2 separate regions of the Rattus norvegicus genome follow, and region 2 is linked to region 1. A link is a contact called in public Hi-C data. All regions are on one chromosome and are shown on one strand. The core of a region is the stretch at or near the end of the contact, and the rest is flanking DNA. Distances in the headings are between cores, read along the strand shown. Region 1 has its middle 110 kb from the start of Irs1. Region 2 overlaps Irs1 (insulin receptor substrate 1).

Region 1 (5,364 bases), core at 709-3,208:
CAAACATAAGAAACAGTAACCTGCAATGAAAACACAGTCTGTGGATCCTAGTCCACTTGCAGATAGAGGCATCAAATAGAGAACGGGCAGAACTGAGTAGCTAGGACTGAAAGCTGAACTGTAACGTCTTTGGCGTCCAGACGATGCATTAGTTATCCATCACTGCTTTAAAATAAAATTCCTACGGACCAAACAGCTGAAACAGTACCCACTCACTGATCATCTCGCAGCTCTGGCTTGTAACAAGCCCAGCCCAGTGTGTCTGCCTTCTCTGGTTTCAGCCATCACAGATGAACAGCTAAGTGTCTGGTGGAGCTCCTGAGGAGAGAGAAGAGCACCAGCAAAGGCCCCTGGTCGTCTTCCATGGCCACCAGTTGGTGGCTGAGTTCTCAATGTATAAAGGACTGAAATCCCGTCTTCTTGCTGTCCATCAGCCAAATAGGACTCTCGGCTCCTAGCTGTCCACAGTCCCCTGGTGTGCTGTTTTTCTACTGTATGGCTATTTTCTTCCTCGAAGCCAGCTAGAGAATCTCTTTCTAACACACTCAAACCCATCGGCTCTCCCTCAAGACTAACTCATAGTCAAATGTTGAACGAGCTGATCCCAGAATTGATATCTTATCACCGTCGTGTCCCATCCACCCAGGGACTTACATAAGAGGGCCGGAAGTCTTGTCTGCATCTTAGAATTCCAAACACTGTAGAAATCATCCAAACCCTTTAAATGAGGTGACCAAATTGAAGGTCGCTAGAACAGACAATTAATCTCTTCCTCCAGAGAATCGCAAAGCTGCCTGGTCCCCATCTCTTTCTGACCCTGTTCTCCAGATTTCCATTTCATTGTAAGAGCTGCCCAAATCCTTCTGCTTACAGAGGAAAGGGAAAATTCCCCTTGTCAAAACGACTCTGTTAACATCTACCGCGTAGAAAAACTGAAGTCACTGACAACCTGGCTGGAGTTTCTTGAACTCCATACACACAATAACCAATGTCTCTTCTGATGGCTTCAACTGCTTGTTGCTTAGTTACAGTTACTACAGAAGCAAGGGGAGGTGCTGGGGAGGTGCTAGGGAGACGCCAAGGTTGGTAAAAACACTTGCCACACAAGCATGAGTATCTGAGTTTCCATCCCGGCACCCACAAACGCAAGGAGCATCTGTAACACCAGGCCTGAGGAGGCAAAGATAGAAAACCCCTAGCATTCCTTGGCCAGTCAGTCTCGCCAGTCAGTGAACCTCAGATTCAGTGAAACACTGTGCCTCAAAAAAGGATATTGGGGTTGAAAACAAGGAAGACACCTGACACTTTCTATTTATACACGCATGTCACACACACTTGAGAGAGGACAATTTAGAGAGCATCTTAGGAAGCCAGTCTCATCCCTGCCCTCTCAAAAGTCTCACCTTTTCAAGGATGCTGTGTTAGAGCTCAGAGGTTAAGAGGACTTCCTGTCCTTACTGAAAATCCAGACCTTCTCCTGCTCGGTTACACGCACTGAGAAACACACACTGTACACATAAAGTAAATAAATAATTTTCGAAAGTGTTGGGAAGAGTAACAAAACCACATGCCTTACAGAGTGACAAAACTCTGCTCAAACTGTGACACTTTGATTTGTTATCTTTCATGCATCTTTTTCCCCCTTTCCTCCACTACAATAATGTTACCTTCCTTCCCTGGTTCCTGAAAGGATTAAAGCAAGGTAAGAGTTATAAATGCACTTATATTCTGCCCACTAAGCAGAGTATGTATGTGGCTTTGCACTTATGGTTTTCTTTGAAATGGGAACTGGAAGGATAATCTTTGACCTCTGTTTGTCTCGGGATTGCCAAACACACAGAGACCAGAAGCCTTGAGGAAGGAAAGTTGTAAATAGCATGAGGCAGCAGCTCGGCTTGCGCTTGTCCTTTTGCCCTAATAGTGATTTGCTAATATTATCCAATCCTCCCCTAAGTTTCACTTTTGGACTGGACAGAGGAATTGGAAACCTACCCAGTTGAGCTACAGTACGTAGATGCACACGAGGGTAGTGAGGTGGGTGTCACAAAGTCCAAAAGAAGGAAAAGGTAAACAAAGACATCAAAACTCTTTCCTGCGTGGATGCAAATTCAGAATGATTGCACAATGTATGGCTCTGCTCCAGGTACTAACGTTCCCTTGGGTGGATATGGCTAAACAGCACTTAGGATGTGATATCAAAGTGCCTGCTCCCTTAACCGGGTTCTGCTACACAAACGCACAGCATGACAGCCGAATCGTCTCTGCTGAACCTTTGCAGACGCCATTCATTCCTCACTTAGCAACCCTGCTACTCTGTTAGCTCGTTTTAAATCTTCTCCAATCCCTTCCATGTATTAAAATTTTAAGTTAATCTAACTATTAATTTTTTCTCAACAACTCTCACAGTTCTCTTAGAGAAATTACACAGCTACACCACCACCCCCAATTATACAGGTTTCCTGTTTATTTTCATATTTCTTGATTCCAACTATCATCTTCAATTAAAAAAAAAAGACAGGCTGACTCTGATATTCCTTTTCTGGAGTTCCACATATTCATCAATACTCAAACAGACTGTCTTGCCAGCTAGTTACAAAAGACAAGGTGGGTGGGGCTGGAGAGATGGCTCAGGAGTTGAGAATGTGTTCTGCAGTTAGGAGAGCATTCGAGTTTGGAACCCAGCACCCATGTTGGGTGGCTCACAACCCTTGTAACACCAACTCCAAGAGATCCTGGCTTCAGTGGGCACCTGCACTCACATGTACATACTGCCTCAACACAGCAGTGTATGTCCATATACACACAGGCACATTACATATACTCACAAATATCTCTAAGCAAGCTCACATATAAAAATATATCATTTTAAAAAATTAAAACAAAGACCTTATTCATTCTCAGCTCATGGAGCTATTTGGGATTAAGGATGCCTGGACTAGTGGGTCTTCTCATTTCTTGAGAATGGCTAGAGACATAATGGTTCATTAAATTCACCATTGTAAAGAATTCATCCCCTCCAGTTCCCTTTGAAGCAAATGCAGAAACTGACTCCGGTTGTAAATGATGGGTGCACATAACTCAAAACCAACAGGAAGCCTCGTGTGTAAGGAAGAAATAGGAGTGGACAAGGAAGTGAATCAGAAGCCAAGAAACAAAGCCCTTTTCACGGTAAGAGAAATCTAAAACCCTTGGCCGATAAGGAAGGGCCAGAGGCTGCCTTCCCGAAGTAATGCCAATGAGGAAATGTGATTGATGAATTCAGAGGAAGTACCCCCCGGGCAGGAAAAGGTGGAGACTGTAAGAATCACCGCAGCAATGGATGGGGTGCCCTGAGAGTCAGGGCTCCTCAGTTAACTTTGTATTTGATAACACAAACTCTGGGCACTCAGCTATCCCATTTCATCTTCCCGGACCATGCATGCTTCGTTCATGGGATGAAGACAATGGATGACTGCAGAGAGTTATTGTAAAGTTCTGATGGCGGGAGGTGTAGCTAACAGCAGGAAGCCGTAAGTGGCTTATAAATGTGAATGCTACCTCTTGTCATCAGCTCGTAGACTTGAGGCTGGACTGTATGTTAGCCTAGAGACCCAGAAATCTCTGCATCCGTGTAGTGTCTGTTGGAAAGCTTCAAGGTAGTTTTCAGAGCTCTTATCCCTGGTTGAGCATGCTTTGAAGTAATAAAAGGATAATTCTGGTACTCTTAGTACCTTTCTCTGACACTTACCCTTTCCATTCTTTATCTGAGAAATGCTTTTGTTTTCCTCCTTTCTCTACTCTGATTGTTTTGCTCCACTCAAAACCTGATTACACAAAAGAACACTAATAAACGGGTTGTATGAAATCAATTGTAAACATTTCCTTAGCATGAGGAGGTCCTGGGTTTGATCCCCAGCACTGCGAGAAAAATAAAATTAACATAGAGTCTTGGATCCATTAGGTTTCTTGACCCAAGGGTTTTAAACAACATAGGATGTATGTGACTGGCCTATCTAGGAGTCCTGATAAGGAATGGTTTGACATGGTAAGTGGATAATGTCAAAAACACTCAGGCTCAACTTGCCTCTCAGTTGTCAAACACAACCTCTAGTTCATTCTAGGGTGTTTCCCCATGTGATTATAATATAGGTGTGTACAACAGTGAAGGTCCCGTGTCTCCATGTTCATGCACAAGAAGTGATGAAAGAAAGGGATAGGGAAAGGTGGGGAGTTGCTTTGTAGCAAGCCATGGGATTCTGTGGATTGGACCAACAGACAACATCCATCCTTATAATAAACTATGTACCCCATTTCCTCCTCTGAGCTGTTCAATGAGGATACTGATAACCTTAATCCACGAATGCTGAGTCAGTCCCCTCTGCTGCACCCACAGAGGAGTATAGGAATAGGCACTGCAGAGTCCAACACAGTAACGCTGTTTTCCTTTCTCTGCTCAAATGTGGGCATTACTGATGAGATAATTCATATATTGCTTCCTCTAACAAGGTAATTTTTTAATGAGGAAACAAGATAGGACTTAATCATTGAAAATTTGAGTTTCAGAGATCTATTGGGAACAAACATTATATAGTATATAATACGATATATGACTAATTATATTAATTATCTATACACATGCAGTGTGCCACTGCCACCCTATAATAATGTCATTGACTTATTAGACTGAAGAGTCATTAATATTTTTCAGTGTTGGTGCAAGAGAATGTTGGGTCCCAGAATATAGGCAACTCCAGGAGGACTGGATCATCAGAATGTCAATCAAGTCGACCCAGACTAGCGAGAGAGATAAGAACTTGGGCTAGGGTATGGGAAAAAGAAATCAGAAGGCTGAGGATTCAAAGTCAAGACAAGATAAATGTTAATACTGACCAAGCAGAGGAGTTGAAGGTCATCCAGCAAGGCCAGAGGGACTCGGGGCTAATAAGAAAAATCTGGAGAAAGCCTAATGATCGTAACTTATTCTCAGAGGAGCCACTGAGATGTGACTTCATCAACTGAGGTGTATATGGGACTTCCAAGTGAAGAAAGGAAGGTGTCTTCCACTTTGCCTCCTGTGTGCTTATACTCTCTCTATTGGTTTTGTGAGCATGTACAATCATAAGCTAAATGAACTACCTCTGCCTAGAAGGAATTTTCATAAATACCCAGTGTTCACATGAGGTTGAAATCATGTGTAAACAGAGTTCAAAATTTGTCTGTGGGTGGGTACTGGAAAGATGGCTTAGTTGGTAAACTATTTGTTTCTCAAGCATATGGGCCTAAGTTCCAATTTCCAGGGTCCACATAGAAAGTCTGGTATGGTGGCACTCCTATAGTGCCAGCATGGCAGAGGTGGTAACAGAAGGAATCCCTAGAGCTCACTGA
Region 2 (5,614 bases), core at 1,675-4,174, 57 kb after region 1:
GAGTCAGAATACTTAAAAAAAAAAATCACTTCAACAACGAGAGTCTTTTCTCACACATTTGTAAAAGACCAACTTCCACTTCCTATTTTCAAAGCCAGTGGGGTTTTCTACTGACAGCAAATGATGTCATTCGGCGAGTTCCTTGAAAACAATGAGTTCTTATGACTAGAGACCTATTTACCTTAGAAATTGATGAGCATGCAAATGATTAGGATCTGCAACACTGAACATTGTACATCTGGTTGACTGAACACTAACCCGAGCCTCAGCAGTTGGGGGTCTGTTTATCTCGTTGAATAGAGTCAGGGGTCCCCAACCAGTTGTTCAGGGCAACTGGGCACTGCGGTGCCTTCCTTCCAACCCTTGCTCCTTCCTTGTAGCCCCACCCAGGTGGCTCAACCCTTCCCAGAAGTAGAGTGTTGCTCCTCCCTGCAGCAGGACTGAGTTCCCAGGGACTCAGAGGTAGCCTGATCGCTGAATCGATCCACTGTCATGTCAGGGAGTTTTGATGGCAAGACGACTTACAATTCAGGAGGAAACGTCTTCAGGTGCAGTCGTTGCCATTGATATTTGATGAAGTGAAAAGTTCCAAGACTCGTAGACCTTCCAAACAAGGGAAGGATGACCATTTTCACTCCTAACTAGATGTTTCAATGGCAGGTCACTAAGTTTTTATGTGTTCTCTGTAAACTGTGTTTAATTAGCTAACCACTAAAAGGCCAGCAAACACCAGGGCAAATGGGCCAATTGCATCCATTTCAAACACAAATAACACGGAAAGTTCCCAGAACACACGAGATAGGTGTCTTAGGGAACAGAACACAGAGCCCTGGTCATGACTCAAAAAAAAAAAAAAAAAATCTGGAATTTTAATTTCCAGTTAGCAAGAATGCACTTGTCTTTTGAGCCTTCTCAAGGCAATATATGAAATGAAACGTGATATGTACACAGAAAAAAAATAAAAGGATGAGGGTGGGGGGAAAGGCTTATAGAAGTGGGGGTGGGGAGGGACCAACAGTGTCTAGTTTATTATGAACAGAAAGACATTTTCAGAATTTATAAACACCCACATTCTTCATTCCAAAGAGAGATTTTTGACTTGAAGGGATCGCTCATGTCTCTCTCTACAGTATTTACAATGGAAGTCTGTGGCTTCCTCTCTTTGTTGAACTTTGCTTCCATTCAACTTCCAATTCTAAGCCGACACTTGAAAACACCCCAGTAGAATACATCCTCCTTCGGTTTGGAAAAAAAAAAAATTACAAAACTAAGCTTAATTCTTAAAAGGAACTCAGCTCGACATCAAGTTTATATTACAAGAGACAGCATCAGCAAGTACAACTATACAGTCCAGAACCTTCTATGGCACTATGATTCATATTATATTATTTTTCTGAATTAGAATCTTAAAACAAGGATCATCTCCTAGTCTACTCTTTTTAGCCTTGTTTTAAGTATTCTTCCCACTCTTTAAAACAAAACATTGAATACCTCAGTTCCACATTCCAAGAGAAAAAAAAAATGTGCTGTGAGGAAAGTTACATTTTCATTAAAAAATTACATATATAAATCAAGACCTATGTTAAATATTTAATACTCTCTCCACCCAACGCGAACAGTTCCATATGAAATAATTTACAGCGGCGTGTCATGGAACACGGTTTCAGAGTAGAGGAACCGTATGCTTGTAAATTTGACGAGAGTAAACCCATCCTCTTTCGGCGTGGCAGGGAGCACACTGGCTCTTCGTGGCCAGCTGTCCTTAAAGTTCAAGATGAAGTTTATGCACACTCATTGTTCCGGTGTCACAGTGCTTTCTTGTTGCTTGGCACAATAAAGAACGTGCAGTTCAGTCAATGAACTCCTGAGGATTGTACAAAGTAAACAAACTGTAAGGGATGCATCGTACCATCTACTGAGGAGGAAGACGTGAGGTCCTGGTTGTGAATCGTGAAAGAGTTCGAGTCTGGGTACCCATGAGTTAAAAAGGAGGATTGCTGAGGTCATTTAGGTCTTCATTCTGGGGAGGAAATGGAAAAAAATAAAAATGAAACGTCACCACAGGCATCTGGAAATGTGTATTCAGTCACAATGTGGGGAGCTGGCCCCTTTCAGAAGACAGGCTGAATGAGATCAACTAATATTACTAGGCACAAATGGTACCTACATAAAGTCAACCCACTATATTTAACTTTTCTTTCGAAATACAAGTGTTTATAGCAATCACAAAACTAAACTCCGTCAATACTAAAACAGCAAACATATCAACATGACCCATGAACTTCAGAGTTTTGGCAACCAACGAACACAAAATTCATTGGGGTTTTGATTGAAGCAAAAATGTGCGTTCTGGTTCTCAATTAACAAATTAGAAAACATAAGGAACAGTTAGAGCCTACACTGGAGCTTCTAATTAAGGTGCCATAGAAATTTATTTAGGGGACACTATTGCCTTTCTTCTCTGTAATTTAACAAAGCTGGCCACAACAGGCATTACCTGTATTCCTCCTTTAGAAAGGGGACCCTTTATGAACCCCTGAAAACATCTCCTGCTCTCAAGTTTTACATCAGATGGTCCCCTCAGAAGCACCTATTCTTCATGCACCAAGAACTTAATCTATACATATCAATAAACTGTTCCAAGCAGTCCGCAGTGCAGTCAATTAACATAAATACTGAAGGAGTAAATGGCTACATCCAATGCCATGGGGTAAGCAAAGTTGCATCCTGCTGGTCTGCCTTCTAGCAGTTCCCGAAAGGCAGGCAAGTTTCATTCATAAATTGATAGGCTGTGAAGCAAACAGGTGAATTTCACAACAGGTGCGCGGGGAAAGTTCTAGATGCGCAAAGGAGGGGAGAGTGCTTTTAGCTGAGAACATTAAGTAAGTACCTCACTGACACATTTGGCTGCGTTCAGAAGAAAAGCGGTAATCTGGGGATGTGGAAACAGGGATTGTCGCCCCAGTGTTTGTACAAGGCTTGCCACATATAGCAGGCACATTCATAAATGTGAACCGAACAAAGGGCGGGCATGCCACGGACTTGCTATTAAAGACGCAATAGAACAGGACAGAACAGGACGGTAAGAGACCAGCAATGGGCAGGCGATAAAAAGGATGCAGTTTTGTAGCACTGCCAAAGACCTTAAGGGACAGACGGAATTAAATATACAGATCTAGGGTAGGTACCTGGTGAAAACTCAATGGGCAGCCCAGGAGGTCTTTATCTAATTACGTGGATAACAAAGGCAATGGTTTAAGATAAGATCGAGGGGAGTGAGATACTGGAGGGCAGAGGTTTCTAAAACTCACAGGCATAAATGCTGACCAACACAACTTGTTTTTCCGCTCACCTTAGTTTTATGTTTGAGACAGGGGTCTTGTTATGTGGTCCAGGATGTTTTTGAACTCACGATCCTCCTGCCTCAACCTTTCCAGTGCTGGGACTATAGGAGGTGTGTGCCAACAAGCCTAGTCTCTATCTCCCTTTGAAGGGGATTGATTGAAACTTTGATCCATTCGAATTTACCATTTACATAAGGGATTTCAGATAAGTCAAAGCTTATCATTTACTTCCAAGGTTTTCCTGAACTCCTATCAGAATTCCAAGAGACACCCAGACAGAGCTTTAAAGCTCTGGTGCTAAAACGAGTCAGGTGGGCTACACTTATTAAAGGACCTATGACTTTCAAAAATATCATGCCCAGGGGGTAGGGGGATGAAGGGCATACAGCTTGTTTTCCATTTTATGTCTGGCTCTCCTCCAGAAGGACTGAACAAACAGCTTAGATTGGGAACAAACTGTACCCAGAGTTATCATCACACATGTCAAACTGCATGGGTGTACGGGGCAGAGACTAGGGGACCCTTGAGGGGAGGCAAAAATTTGACCTTGCTGTGTGCTTAAATTGCTTTGCCCCCATTAGGTGCAACCCTTGTAATTTAAACAACAACAACAAAAACCATACCCCTTCATCAAATACTTTCCTTCCAAAGTCTTAATGTACTACTTTAAAAAGGGTTTCATATAAATCTTTATCTGACATCCAGCTCAGCCACAGGTCTCACCTGTTGGTATCACCAACTCAGGAACTTACGAAAGAGGGAGAGCTGGAGGTGAGGTGGGGAGGAGGGGACAGAAGGCTACAGAGGAAGGGTGAAGTTCATATCTGTTTGTTCAATGGCGTGAACCTCACTGTACATAGAGGCCAGCTACTGGGTAATGACACAGATTATTTTGACAGACAACCCTCAGTAAGAGCTCTCCTTCTCCCTGGCCCTAGTGGAGGCAGCAAACACATTCCAAGCATGCAGTTTGCATGCAGCGTTTGTGGACCACCTTCCCAAGTTCCCATTTCTCTGAAACTATCTTCCCAAGCTCAGTCATAGTCTTTCCCATGGTCTCTATAGCAGTCACTCTTAGCTCTTGGAGGGCACACTTGATCTTTGGAAACAGCCAAAACGCTTTCAGAGCCAAATATGGTGAATAAAGGGGCTGAATGAGAGGTGCTGATGGTTCCCAGTTACCTATTATCTAAAGCCAGAGAGCGTCAAGACTGAAGGAAGCTACAAAGACTTAGTTCATCCCCGCGCATCAGGGAAACTACAGACTCCACAGACGGACCTCTCAGAGGATTTACGGGATTCTGTTCATCTTCCCACATCCCTTATCACTACATTCTTTCAATCTAATCAGACTGAGCCTGCGGCATCCAATGCAGAGGAAGAAGGGGAAAGCTCTAGGTCCACATAGTTTCGTAATTTAGGAATATGTTTGAAGAAGAACAACAGAAAAAGATAACCGCACTAGGTTCTCCCATATGTTCAATTCAATAACTATCTTAGACCAACGCAAATGCAATGGCAGATACCATAACAAGCAATAACAAGGATGGCACAGCCATATGTACACACAATGTACTTGATACACACAGCCTCGGCCAGCAGATACCAATCACCGGTACCAAATGTGGCCACGCTAATCTCCAAACATAAGAGTTCACTGGTTCTACACATAGGCTGAACGCACAAGTGAAACGCATCTCCTTAGCAGAAGACGCTGTGCAAATACCCAGCAGTGATGTTCTGTCATGCATTCTCTCCAGTTACATCTCCAGGGAATAACTTCTGAACCCAGAAATGTGATGCACCTGTCATTGAGACTGAGTAGCAGGAAATTACACTTCGCCAAAACCTTCATCACTGCATTGATCTCTAACGCACCCTTCTTCTGCGAGTGTCTTTTCGTAAGGTAAAACCCACCTGATCCTGCTGCCAGAAAAAGGAAAAATGTCATTTCTAAAGCATTATCAAATGAGTCACCCCTTGAGCAGTGGCACTTGAGTAGGAGGGGTTCGTACATTACAGCATGCAGAAAGAAAGGACATCTTCGGGAACTGGACCCCCTTTAACTATGCCTACCAGAGCTGAAGAACAAATACAGCTTCTGCCCCCTTTTATGTTACTTTGACCTACTGAGCATTTTTTGACCCTGAAAGTTGAAAAACAATACACAGGCTAAAACAGAAGTACAATGGAAAAGTCCGGTCCTTTCTAGCAACCAACTTGGCTTATTTACTATCTTTAGCTTACATGTTTTAAAACTTGTTGCCAGT

The links. A called contact is a pair of places that touch in the nucleus more often than the background predicts.
Region 2: a Hi-C map of liver shows a contact between it and region 1, with 3 times the contacts expected there. The contact joins two enhancer-like sites. A contact is called at or near these places in 4 of 12 Hi-C or Micro-C datasets (hepatocytes, kidney and liver).

Annotation. Positions count from the first base shown.
Region 1 is chr9:90,944,528-90,949,891 of GRCr8, forward strand. No RefSeq gene overlaps it. Among named protein-coding and RNA genes, the nearest start is that of Irs1, 110 kb to the right of the region's middle. Within about 2 kb of position 1,959, at least 7 of the 93 cell types and tissues checked have an H3K27ac peak or open chromatin away from gene starts, as enhancers often do. A contact at or near this core is called in hepatocytes and liver, where this site is marked.
Region 2 is chr9:91,000,162-91,005,775 of GRCr8, forward strand. Irs1 (insulin receptor substrate 1) reads right to left here. Exons shown (of 2, transcript NM_012969.2): 2 at 976-2,020. Among named protein-coding and RNA genes, the nearest start is that of Irs1, 51 kb to the right of the region's middle. Within about 2 kb of position 2,925, at least 2 of the 93 cell types and tissues checked have an H3K27ac peak or open chromatin away from gene starts, as enhancers often do. A contact at or near this core is called in hepatocytes and liver, where this site is marked.